Linked DNA regions of Mus musculus: regions 1, 2 and 4 are each linked to region 3. Evidence: chromatin contacts called from public Hi-C and promoter capture Hi-C data. All regions are on one chromosome and are shown on one strand. Each heading gives the region's core, a stretch centred on a gene start, on an enhancer-like site or on the middle of the called end of the contact. The rest is flanking DNA. Distances are from core to core; before and after follow the strand shown. Region 1 overlaps Hspa4 (heat shock protein 4). Region 2 holds the start of Zcchc10 (zinc finger, CCHC domain containing 10). Region 3 holds the start of Skp1 (S-phase kinase-associated protein 1). Region 4 holds the start of Hspa4 (heat shock protein 4).

What was found. Promoter capture Hi-C pulls out the DNA fragments that hold promoters and counts their contacts. Hi-C and Micro-C count contacts between places; a contact is called where the count stands out from the background.
Region 1: a Hi-C map of embryonic stem cells shows a contact between it and region 3, with 2.3 times the contacts expected there. The contact joins the enhancer-like site here to the promoter of Skp1 in region 3. A contact is called at or near these places in 17 of 39 promoter capture datasets (the 3T3-L1 cell line, 3T3-L1-derived adipocytes, the HPC-7 cell line and 8 more), 2 of 484 Hi-C or Micro-C datasets (both in embryonic stem cells), 7 of 115 datasets of contacts at active chromatin or transcription factors (astrocytes, differentiating embryonic stem cells, embryonic forebrain and 2 more) and 1 of 9 other capture datasets (pancreatic islet).
Region 2: a promoter capture Hi-C map of liver shows a contact between it and region 3, with 4 times the contacts expected there. The contact joins the promoter of Zcchc10 here to the promoter of Skp1 in region 3. A contact is called at or near these places in 16 of 39 promoter capture datasets (the 3T3-L1 cell line, the C10 cell line, HPC-7-derived erythroid cells and 11 more), 7 of 115 datasets of contacts at active chromatin or transcription factors (astrocytes, embryonic forebrain, embryonic stem cells and 3 more) and 2 of 9 other capture datasets (embryonic stem cells and macrophages).
Region 4: a promoter capture Hi-C map of embryonic stem cells shows a contact between it and region 3, with 4 times the contacts expected there. The contact joins the promoter of Hspa4 here to the promoter of Skp1 in region 3. A contact is called at or near these places in 1 of 39 promoter capture datasets (embryonic stem cells), 2 of 484 Hi-C or Micro-C datasets (both in embryonic stem cells), 13 of 115 datasets of contacts at active chromatin or transcription factors (astrocytes, cardiomyocytes, embryonic hindbrain and 6 more) and 3 of 9 other capture datasets (adipose tissue, embryonic stem cells and liver).

The regions. Positions count from the first base shown.
Region 1 is chr11:53,259,554-53,262,253 of GRCm38.p6, forward strand. Hspa4 (heat shock protein 4) reads right to left here. Exons shown (of 19, transcript NM_008300.3): 19 at 261-2,262. The coding sequence ends at 2,059. Among named protein-coding and RNA genes, the nearest start is that of Hspa4, 40 kb to the right of the region's middle. Within about 2 kb of position 1,253, at least 19 of the 459 cell types and tissues checked have an H3K27ac peak or open chromatin away from gene starts, as enhancers often do. A contact at or near this core is called in embryonic stem cells, where this site is marked.
Region 2 is chr11:53,323,426-53,326,218 of GRCm38.p6, forward strand. It overlaps Zcchc10 (zinc finger, CCHC domain containing 10), which reads left to right and starts at 1,264. Exons shown (of 4, transcript NM_026479.4): 1 at 1,264-1,316. The coding sequence starts at 1,276.
Region 3 is chr11:52,230,604-52,233,417 of GRCm38.p6, forward strand. It overlaps Skp1 (S-phase kinase-associated protein 1), which reads left to right and starts at 1,392. Exons shown (of 6, transcript NM_011543.4): 1 at 1,392-1,515.
Region 4 is chr11:53,299,116-53,301,880 of GRCm38.p6, forward strand. It overlaps Hspa4 (heat shock protein 4), which reads right to left and starts at 1,364. Exons shown (of 19, transcript NM_008300.3): 1 at 945-1,364. The coding sequence starts at 1,051.

The DNA of each region.
Region 1 (2,700 bases), core at 3-2,502, 1.0 Mb after region 3:
CTCGCAGAAGATTACTATACCAAGAACACTGGATTGCTATTCTCAGGGGCAGAGGGCTCCAAAATAAGCACACAGGCAAGCAGCTAAGGCAGGATGATGGACTGCATTCAGGCCAGCTTATTCTGTTGACAGTCTCCCCCAGCCTGCCCCTACCCACCCACCCACATATATAACTACTCAAGTAAGTCCCCTACACACACACACACACACACACACACACACACACACAAACAGCCCACTTAAGAAAATTAAGAAAACCATTCAAGTTAAGACAGGTTTCTTTTATTAGTTTTTCCTAAACTTTGTCTCATGTTAACTGTTTTTCTTAGTGTAAGAATGTGACCTAGAGTTTTTAACAAACCAGTTTGGATAATGCAACCCGGATAAACACTTGTTTGCACACAAGTCATCAGTTGCCATCTGGCCAGCCTCCACATACATCCAATCGGTCTACAGACATAGCAGAAGCAGACCATCTGATTTCTAGCTTTTAATCTTAAACTTCAAATTCACCCCCATCCCAGCACCCAAACCCTCCCACCCCCACCCCCACACACAAATGTTTATGAGTTCTTCATTAAGGACAGTCAGTTGCATAAGAGCTGGCTTAATCCTGCAGCCTGCATTTGAAAAAGCTCTTGGCCTCAGAGCAAGGCCAGTGGGAACTCTTACAGCACTCAAGGAAGCAGAGCATACATTTGGCCTGGGGTTCCAGGCCTGTACTGAGCGGGAGTCCAGCTGCTCACATAAGCATGCATTCCTTCCTTTCCAACTGCCTCTAGAGCACTTGAGAGCTATAGCACTTCCTGTGTGGACAGACAGATGCATAGTGATTCTAACTATGCATGGTTGAACCCTATTTCCAACAAGCAAAAATAAACAGAGGCTCTGTTACAGAGATCAGCGATTACAAAGACCCAGAACATAACCGACACTTGTAACTAAGGCAGGTAACCAGCTCTGACCTCTACTGCAGGCATCCACCCTTGTTTGCAGAACATCTCTTTCCTGTAGACTGGCCCCAGGAGTATGTGGTGCCCTGACACTGGCTTCAGTCGGCAATGAGGTGTTCTTGTGACCTTGGGCACCTTGTCTTTTATACCAATTTCAGACTTGTCCAGGGCAACGCAGTGCAATAGCTTTACAATCTGTCAGCTGTTTTAACATACAGATTGGCAGATTCAAGACACATTAACACAAAAGATACCAAACAAAGAGCCTCGAACTCTCATCCTGTCCCATTCAAACTTCTAATTTACATACATCTACCACCACTCGAGCGGGTCAGGGTACAAATCTTTCCACCATACTAAGGATGGACTGCTCAGATTTACCATGCCTACACCCAACTGTGTTATTTACAACCCAACCTTAAGGTTAAACTACACTTTGATGCTTCAGTATTAGTGAATGTACTTTTAGGAAGTACAGGAAAGCAGAGTCCCTTGACACACTAAAGCTCGCTCTAAGTGAAGAGGGCACATAGCATTTATACTGCTTAAGGATGGAGGAGGAAGACTGGGCTGGGGATAGAGGGATGAGAGCAGGCTCTGCTGCGCTCTGCACTCTCCTAGTGTTAATCCATGCTTGGCCATCCTGACCCTCAGAAATGGAGAAAGCACCAGCCCCACAACCCCACAGGCAGAGAATGCTGGTGGTGATCTCCACCTAGACCTTCCAAGGCGTAATACGAACTTCTGTCATGTATAAGGAAAAGCCTGCCTGGTGGCTGTCGCGGCTTTTGTTAGAGCTCAGTTTCCCCAAACACACTTCACCTTGTAGAAGCATGATTAAAACAAGGATGGAGGCGAGAGCTCAGATAGACTAGCTGGGCTCTTAAACAGGACCGTAATGAAGAGAGAACAGTGCACTTCATCTCTGGATCTAACTATTTAGAAGTCAAAATGCTCTGTATATTACCTATATACCCCACCCCCGAGGTCCCCTAAAAACTGACTAAGAAATCTCCAGTATTTGCTTGCTCTAGTTGATATTCAGAACAAAGTTGACAACTTAAAGCTTTATAATAGTCTGTTTTAATATAAACAAGTGTTGGAATCAATCAATGTCCATCTCAGGAAGCTTCTTGTCGCCATCAGAAGGCACAGCTGTGTCTGCACCGTGCTCAGCAGCCTGGGAGCCTGGGTTGTCTCCTTGGCCATCCACTGGTCCATTCTGCTCAGCATGTTTTGGTTCCTCCTTTGGGGGTTCCACTTTGGGTTTGGGTTTTGAAATTATAGGACTGCAAATACTTGTCAGCTCCTAGAATGGTAAAGAAAACTATAGTTTCTTATAAATGAAACAAATTTTATATGACATGCTAAGTAAACCCCAATACCTAAGCCATAATGAAATCCCAACTGTTAATAACAAAGAGCTGCTAAGAAATGTCCAGGGCCCGGCATGGTGGCACACGCCTTTAATTCAGGCAGAGGCAGAGAGACAGAGGCAGATGGATTTCTGAGTTCAAGGCCAGCCTGGTCTACAGAGTGAGTTCTAGGAGAGCCAGGGCTATACAGAGAAACCCTGTCTCAAAAAAAAAAAAAAGAAAGAAAGAGAGAGAGAGAGAGAGAGAGAGAGAGAGAGAGAGAGAGGGAGAGAGGGAGGGAGGGAGGGAGGGAGGAAGGAAGGAAGGAAGGAAGGAAGGAAGGAAGGAAGGAAGAAAAAGAGGGGGGGGGGAGGAGAGAGAGTACACAAGGG
Region 2 (2,793 bases), core at 14-2,513, 1.1 Mb after region 3:
CCTGAATCCTGATTTTAGAAACTTGTGTCATAACTTGGGAATTAGACTAGCCTGAGCTAAGTTTCTGGCCAGCCTGAAAAATTAAAGATGTTATCTTTAACAATTAAAAAAAAAAAAAAAAAAAAAGAGGGGCCTGGAGAGATGGCTCAGAGGTTAAGAGCACTGACTACTCTTCCAGAGGTCCTGAGTTCAATCCCAAGCAAACACATGGTGTTTCTGTCTGGTCCTGTCTCCCTCTCCACTCCCCTTACCCCTCCTCCTCTCTTAAGACTCAACCAAACTGAGTAGAATTCAGAGATCTGCATGCCTGTGTCTCCTGAGTGCTGGGATTAAAGGAATGTGCCACCACACCTGGAACTAAATTTCTTTACCTGAAACTTTCTCTGTACCATGCTGGCCTGGAACTCATGTCTGTACTCCCATCACTTATGATTGATTCCTTTCCAGAGCAGCCATGTTGCTGGATTAAAATTCCTCTACACAGCCGGGCAGTGGTGGCGCATGCCTTTAATCCCAGCACTTGGGAGGCAGAGGCAGGCAGATTTACAAGTTCGAGGCCAGCCTGGTCTACAGAGTGAGTTCCGGGACAGCCAGGGCAACACAGAGAAACCCTGTCTCAAAAAAAGACCAAAAAATCCTCTACGCAGATCTTTGAAAGAAAAATCAAAAACAAAAAAAAAAAAACCAAAACAAAACAAAAAACCAACCAAACAACAACAAAATCAGAATGATCCAGTCATCATGACGACACCTGTAATTTCTTGGGGTTTTTGGTGTTTTGTTTTTTGAGACAGTTTGTGTGTGCAGCCTTGGTTTTCCTGAAACTCCCTGTGTAGATGAGGCTGGCCGTGAATCCCATCAAGTGTTGGAATTAAAGATGTGGGCCATTACTTCCTGGCCTTTTTGGTTTTGTTTGGTTTGGTTTTGAGCTAGGGCCATAAGTTTTCCCAGGTTGGCCTCAAAAACATAGCAATCCTCTTGCCTCAGCCTCCAAAATCCTGGATTACAGGATTTTTTTTTTTTAGGATTTTTTGAATACTACAAAATTCCACTGCATATGTATTACAGACCCCTGGTTTGAGATCACCCTTCAAGACCCTATTCATACTGAACACACAAGCCCACATTAGAAAAGACAAACCAGCTAGTGGCCACCATTAGCCTCTTCTGAATTGAGCCCGTCTGGCCCCGCCCAGGACCGCAGAGGTTTCTAAGGACCCGCCCACCGGTGCTAGTTTCCCAAAAACCCGTGCGGCAGACTCCAGCCGCTCCAAGATGGCGACTCCCATGCATCGGCTCATAGCTCGAAGGAAAGCGTAAGTGAGATGCTTGTGGGGTGTGCAGGAGGGCTGGGGGCGTGCAGACGCCTGTCCGCTAGCTAGTGAGCGGGCGCAGGCTGCTGAACTGAGCGGGATTTGAAGAGAGTTCGAAATGAATCCAAGAATTGGTCGTTGGGTGGTCTGTGTTCCTCTGTCCGGTCCACATGTCAAGGGTAGCCTGGATGCTTGATCCCACATCTTCCCTCTCAAGATCCCAAACTTTTCCCTCTTCAGCGTACCTGCCTCCTTCCTATCGCCCTTTCTAGAAACAAGCCTGTCTGCAATGCCTATTAATTCCCCATCGACCGTTTCACTTTCTGCAGCTCTCACTGTAAATAATTATTTTAGTACAATCACTCACAGACAGTTTCTCTGAAGAAAAATGTATTCAAGCTACGCAGCTTAACAGTTTTATTGTGGAACCTGTTGATACTCTAAACAAGTACAGCTAGTGGTTTAAATAGCTTTGTAGGAGCCGGATGGTGATGGTACATCCAAGCATTCAGGAGGCAGAGGTAAGCAGATTTCAGAATTCGGGGCCAGCCTGGTCTACAGAGTGAGTTCCAGGACAGCCAAGGCTACACAGAGAAACCCTGTCTCTCTAAAAACAAAACAAAGTTAAGCTTTAAAGGGGATAAGAGGCTGTGGTGAGGAAAGGCAAAAGGCCCAGTTCAAGTCAGTTCTAGAAATTCATCTGTGAGGGGTGACATTTGAAAACAGACTAAAAGCCATAGAAAGGACTGAGTCAGCAGAGGATTTGGGGAAAGATAGGAAATGGTATATTTGCTATGAGTCTGTTAGAATTTGGGGGTGGGTTGGGCAGATTTAGAGACAGGATTTGTCTGTGTAGCCCTGGCTGTCCTGGAACTCACTCTGTAGACCAGGCTGACCTCGAACTCAAGATATCTGACTGCCTTCAGTATGCTGGGATTAAAAGCTTGTGCCACCATGCCCAGTTTGAATCTCAGTAACTATCAGTCCTGGTGGCAGATGCCTTTAATCCAAGCACTGGAGAAGCAAAATCAGGTGGAGTAGCACTGAGTCAAAGCCAGCCTGATCTAAAGAGCAAACTGCAGGCCAGCCTCAGCTGTGTAGGGAGACCCTGTCTCCGAAAAGAAAAAAAACCAACCAACTCAATAACTACCCATTCAGTGGTGTAAGCGATGTAAGGGGCGGAGACCAGTTACTTGAACATGAATTTGAGTCCAGCCTGGGCAACATAATAAGACTTCATCTTAAAACCCTCCAGTAATGTCATACCCACTCTGCATGGCTGTGTGACATGCATGTCATGTTGTATTTCTCAGACCTATCAAAAGTCATAATACGAACCTGAAAGGAAACAGTTTATACATCTAATACCTGCATTGCTTCGCACTTTGCTTTTGACCTAAGCTGTGGTTTATGAGTTTAAAACCCGAGTGTTGGGCCTGACGTTGGTGGATTGTGCTTTTGATCTAAGCACTCAGGAGGC
Region 3 (2,814 bases), core at 142-2,641:
GCCCAGTCTTGTCCTAGAGAAGCTGTAGTCTCTGGTTTCTTTAGGAGGCCCTGTGTGGAAAAGTCTTTTGTCTTCGTGGTGCCAGGAATACCAATCATGTGCTCACTGGTTAGGTGAGCCTGGCGCCTTGGTGGGGCTAGTGATGCTCCCTAGACACAGCAGGGCAGGGCAGGGCAGGGCAGGCAATTGCCCTCTTCCTGGCTGGGCTGAGGCCAGATGGGTGCTTTCAGGCCTCTCCCTTTACTTCAAAGCTGTTTCATTCTAGCGACCTTATCACAGCCTTCTTTGAGCCGCCTGTACAGCATAGCCTGTTCAGGTTGAGCCTGACTGTCCCCGTTCATTGCTGGATGGATCCCCAGCACTGGCCTCACAGATTGGCCTAGAGCATGGTTACCCAAAGAATGTAACCTCCATGCTACATTCACATTGACTCTCTCCAGGCTTGGCGCTTCACTCCAACAATGGCTATTTGGGGGCCTGGAAGCCTCTTCAAAGTTCAAAGGTAGGAAATAAAGGTGAAGATTAGCCAACAGGGTGGTCCTAGCCTCGAATCTCCAAGCTGGCTATTGGGAGGCAGACAGATCTGAGTTTAAATAGCGAGCTCCAAGCCTTATATAGTAAGACCCTGTCTCAAAACAAAACAACAAGAGTTTCAGGCAAGTATATATGTGGTGAAAATGCCTGTGACCCCAGCGCAGGTGGAAGGAGATCATGAATTTTAGACCAACCTGGTCAACATACTGAATTTACAGCTACTCTGTGCCAAACAGGGTCCCGTCTTAAAATGCAAAGAAAATAAAACTTTAAAAATCAAATAAGCAGGTGTACCATGTCAGGAGTATTTAAGAATTCTAAGCCGCCTAGGTTAAAGAAACACCTTTGTCTCAACATGGCATACATGTATATATATATATATATTTAATTCAGTATCAGTAGAGAAGGTTCAACTCCTGAACCCCTGGTCAGCAAACTCAATTCTATTTCCTTAGGTTATTAGGAGAGTAACGGTGGTCAGGCTGAGGCGACTCCTTTAAGGAAAACACACACCCACAACCGGTTTTGCGGTTTGTTGTTTCCAGGCTTTTCCAGGACTGGGGTCTTTCAAGCCGTTTAAGACAGCCCATGCCTGAAAGACCCTTCGGGTCGAGATGGTTTCCCAGCCGGTGCCGGAGTCCGCTTTGAAGGAGAGCATGGCGCTGTTTAGGCCAGCGGAGTAAGGAGGACGTCCCTCTCTTGCCCAGCCACCCCTCCACCCGCCGCCGCTCAGCACCTCTCCAGGAGACCTCTGCGGCGCTCAGGGTCTGCCGCCTGTGTTTCGACTGCCGTCAGGCGATCTCAACGGCCAGCCCGGCCGGCTGTGTGACGTCACGGGCTCGGGGTCCTCGGCGCCTGCGTCCCGCTGCTATAAAAGGCGACGCCGCGCGGCGCCGCTCGAGTGGCCTTGTTCTCGATACTTCGTTGTGGTTGTGAACTCTGTCCGGCAGCCTCGGGCCTGCGGTCTTGAGACGGAGCACCGTGAGTAGCAACCCGCGAGCCGGACACGTTCCTCGAGGGAGGGGCTGGGTGGGAGCCTCGCGTTGGCTGTGGAGTGCACGAGGCGGCGAGGCGACCTGGCCTCGTATCCTGAGGCGCCGTGCGGCCCGTTGCAGACCCCCGGACCGCGGGAGGCACGAGGAGGCCGAGTCAGGCCTTCAAGGGTCTCCCATCCTTTCGGCGCTCGCTCAGGGAAGAGAGTCGAGCCCTGTGGCAGGCCTGCCGCTTTGCAGGCGACGTCAGTCGGCCCCAAACGCGACTGGAAGGCCCAGGCTTCGTACCGGGCCTGCCTTAGCGACAGGCTTGCTGCTCCGCGCTCCAGGCCGGGTGGGCAGCGAGGCTTTGAGTAGGGGTCCTGGGCCGTTCCAGGTGGTGGCTGTCGTTGCCATTTGATTCTTGGCTCCCTCCCTTTTCTCCTGTATCTGGCGTCAATTAGCTCCTTATTGGTCTCACCTTTTTAACCACCGAATATGCAGGTAACAGACTCCCAATGTTTCTTTGCGTTTTGTCACGTTCTGCAGTCTCTGAACTTGTTACTGTAATAGACACTGTCGTCTGAGGTGTGTGGCATTTGACGCTAAAACCTGAGGTGTTTGGGTTTTTTAAGGGATAGTGCTAAAACCTGCCTTCTGGTTCACTTTTTCACGGAGTCCTCAGGTTTGGAGACTCAGTTTTTCAGCAGAATGTTACAGTAGACTGTATTGTGGCATAGAACAATGCAGTCTCTTCCGTCCTGCAGTGTAGTAACAAGTGTCAGAATTTCGAGTCACTTAAAACAGGTTTGTTTTTAAAGTCTGGTATACTAGAATTCTCATGCTAGACTTGGATGATTAATTTCCAAGTCTAGGAGCTTAGAGAACTGAAGAAGGGTTTTTTGAAAGCATATCAAATCGAAACCTCATACATTATTACTTAAAAATTTTGCACTTAATTCCAACACAACAACAAAAGTGAAGTCTAGGATTACAGAGTGCGTTGAATTACAGATTAACCGATTGCCTCCCTGTCATTTAATAAGATCCTGGCTCCCTTGCAAGTAACCTAATACCTAAATTTGACTATGACTAAGCACATCTTTATTTATTGTGAATTATTTCAAGGAAATACGGGGTGGTCTTTTAAAATAATTTTATCAACTACATAGACTTGTTCTGGAATGCTCATTGTAGTACTAGAGATCATAAAAAGAACACAGTGTCTTGCTATTAAAAACTGGCCTATTTTAACTTTTATTGTTGCCTTATCATAGGGAGGGTCTGCTGCTCTGACTTCTCTGTTCTG
Region 4 (2,765 bases), core at 114-2,613, 1.1 Mb after region 3:
TGCCTCTGCCTCCCTGCGAGAGCTGGGATTAAAGGCCTGTGCCACCAGCGCCAGATAAATAAAATTTTAACGCACCTGTAATACCAGATTCTAGCAGACAGAAGCAGAATGAAAATTTTAGGTCATCCTGGGCTAAATGTGGGGGAAAAAATCCTACATATATCTAAAAAGTAGACTCCCTTTTACTCCAGCAAGCTCTGAGTGAGTCTTTTTTTTTTTTTTTTTTTTTTTTGCAGATTTGTCTATACTGGTCCCATAACTTCATGTAAGTTCTAGAAGTCAAACAGAGCCCTTGAGTCATGCATTAACAATTGTGGCAACCTTCCGGCTGGAATTCATTAGCATGAAAAACTAACGCTGTTAAGGAATAGGTGAGCAGCCTGGGTAAGGAATGACCCAACCTAACTCAATATCCAAAAACGAATGAAGGGAGTTAAAACGCTATCAAGAAAAGCATGGACTTTATTCAGGGCCTGCCGTGGGTACTCAGACTCCACATCTTCCGGGCGCCACCCCGCCCCCACTCACGTGGGACTCAGAGCGCTTCCCAGTCCCGAGGCCACAATCTTGCAAGTTAACTTTTATTAAATGCTCGCCGTGGGCCGAGTTTGAACCTCTATTGGATTCGACGAGCTCAGCAAGCCCTGGACCTCGTTTCAGACCGAACCACCCAAACCCTCCCCCCCCCCAAAAAAGGAGGTGAGAGCGGTCGGTCCATCCCACGGTCTCAGGCCCGCCTTCTCTTTCAGTTCCTGCTCCTGCCCTCCGCCGATCAGAGTACCGGCTCAAAGCCTTCGTTTGGCCCGCGCGAAAGGGCCTCGTGCCTGGCGCAGGCCCAGGATCCGAAGCAGGTGGCAGCCGCGGGCGACCCGGCACTCGGCGGGGGTCTCCTGCGGACCCTCGCCCGGAAAGCGAGGCGACCCCGCCAGCCAAGCCCCACTTACGGCGTGCAGCGGTCGCTATACTCGTTAGCGATCGTCTCGATGCCGCCGGCGCGGGCCACAGCGACATAGCAGCTCTGAAAGCCCAGGTCTATGCCCACCACCGACATGGCGCCGGCTACTGCTCCGGCTCGGGCCCAGGGCCGGCCGCCGACACTGCACACGGAACCCGGCGGGGTTGGCGCGTGGAAGAGGGCGAGCCGCGTGGGCCGGTGGAGCGCCGCGGCTGGGCGGGCGAAGCCGGACGACCGTCCGCTAGGAGGCTTGGGGCTTGGAGAAAGACGGGGGCCTCTACCGCTCGGGCCGCGGCTCCGGCTCCACGGCCGCAGAGGAGGCGCCGGTCGCGGAGGCGGAGAAGATCTCGAAGGCTCTCGTTGCAACAGGAGCAAGGTTGCAGCGCGAGAACTGCGCTGAAACGAAACGTTCTCGCGAGACCCCGGCTCAGACGCTTTTCCTCCCAAGGCTCCTCCCGTCTGACGAAGTCTGGCGTCACGTCCTGGCACAGGAACCGTGAAAGGAAGTGGGGGGACGGAAGCGGTCCGACGCGAAGTGGGCCACTGAGCCTGCGCGGAGAAGCCCCCCACAATCCTCCCTGAGCTGCAGGGCGCCTCCCATCCAGAAGTCAGGCGAGCGGGAGTGAGACAGTTCTTCGGGGAGCTGCATTGAACCCACTTCCGCCGTGCTCGTCACCGCGGAGGGACTTCCGGCAGTGACTTTGCAGGCTCTCTGCAGGGTTTTTTTTTTTTTTTTTAAGGCCCCACAGTGAACTCGAGTTAATCCTGCTAAGGGCGCTAAGGGTTTCAGCTCGGCTCTACGTAAAACTCAGTATTAAAACCAAGCGCTAACTAAAAGAATCCGAAGCCACGCTTCCACCTACTTTTAACCACTCACTTCCCGTGATCAGACGAGGGACCTTTCAGTCCTAGGTGTTTTCCCTGAGCTGGACACAAGGGTCCAAATCACATGCTCCGTGGAGTGGGAGGTCTAAGACCAGTGTCACGTTTATGTGAATGCTAACACATTATTATATAGAGTAGGTGGGGAGGGGACAGAATGTCCTGCAGGACAGTCCTCAAGGATGACCTTGAAATTCGGAAGCTCTTTTCTCCTTAGTGCTGGGACCCACTTACAGCCATGCCCCCACCCTGCGTTAAACTAAAGAATCTGAAACTATAGTGACCACTACGTTAGCCAGTTGCGGAAAGCTGGAGGGGAACCAGCTTCAACGCGTTTCTGATTATTACCAACCCAGAGTGCAGGAGGAAGATCCTAAGTTTCCCGGTTTCTGGCTGTTTTGTGGCTGAGGATATAGAGTACAGTGCTAGAACACTTGCAGGCTCAGGGCCTTGGACTGGATCCCCAACACCACAAAACTGAAAGGATTTTTAAATTTCACTTATTTGTCACCTCTTGTTCATAGGTGCCTAACGGTGTCCAACACAGTAAACCGTGCGGGAGAGATGGCTCCACAGTTAATACGTGCTGTGAAACCATACAGACTGGGGTTTGAATCCCAATCTCGATCTGTCATCGAGAACCTAGCAGGACAAAGACAAGAGGTTAACTGGAGGGGCTCCCTGACTAGCAGCCTAGTCCAAAAACTAGAGCTCCAGTTTCAGAGAGAGACCCTGCCTCCAAAAACTACATCAGAGAGCAACAGGGGATATCTGTTCTCCCTCAAGCCTCTGTGCAGCACATGGCCGCCCTCACAGAACATGGCCGCCCTCACAGCACTTCTACACGTGGATGCACGCGCGCACACACACTCTGGATTATCACCATCAGGAGAGAGCAAAGAGTTTCTAGTCAAAGGTAATAAGTGAG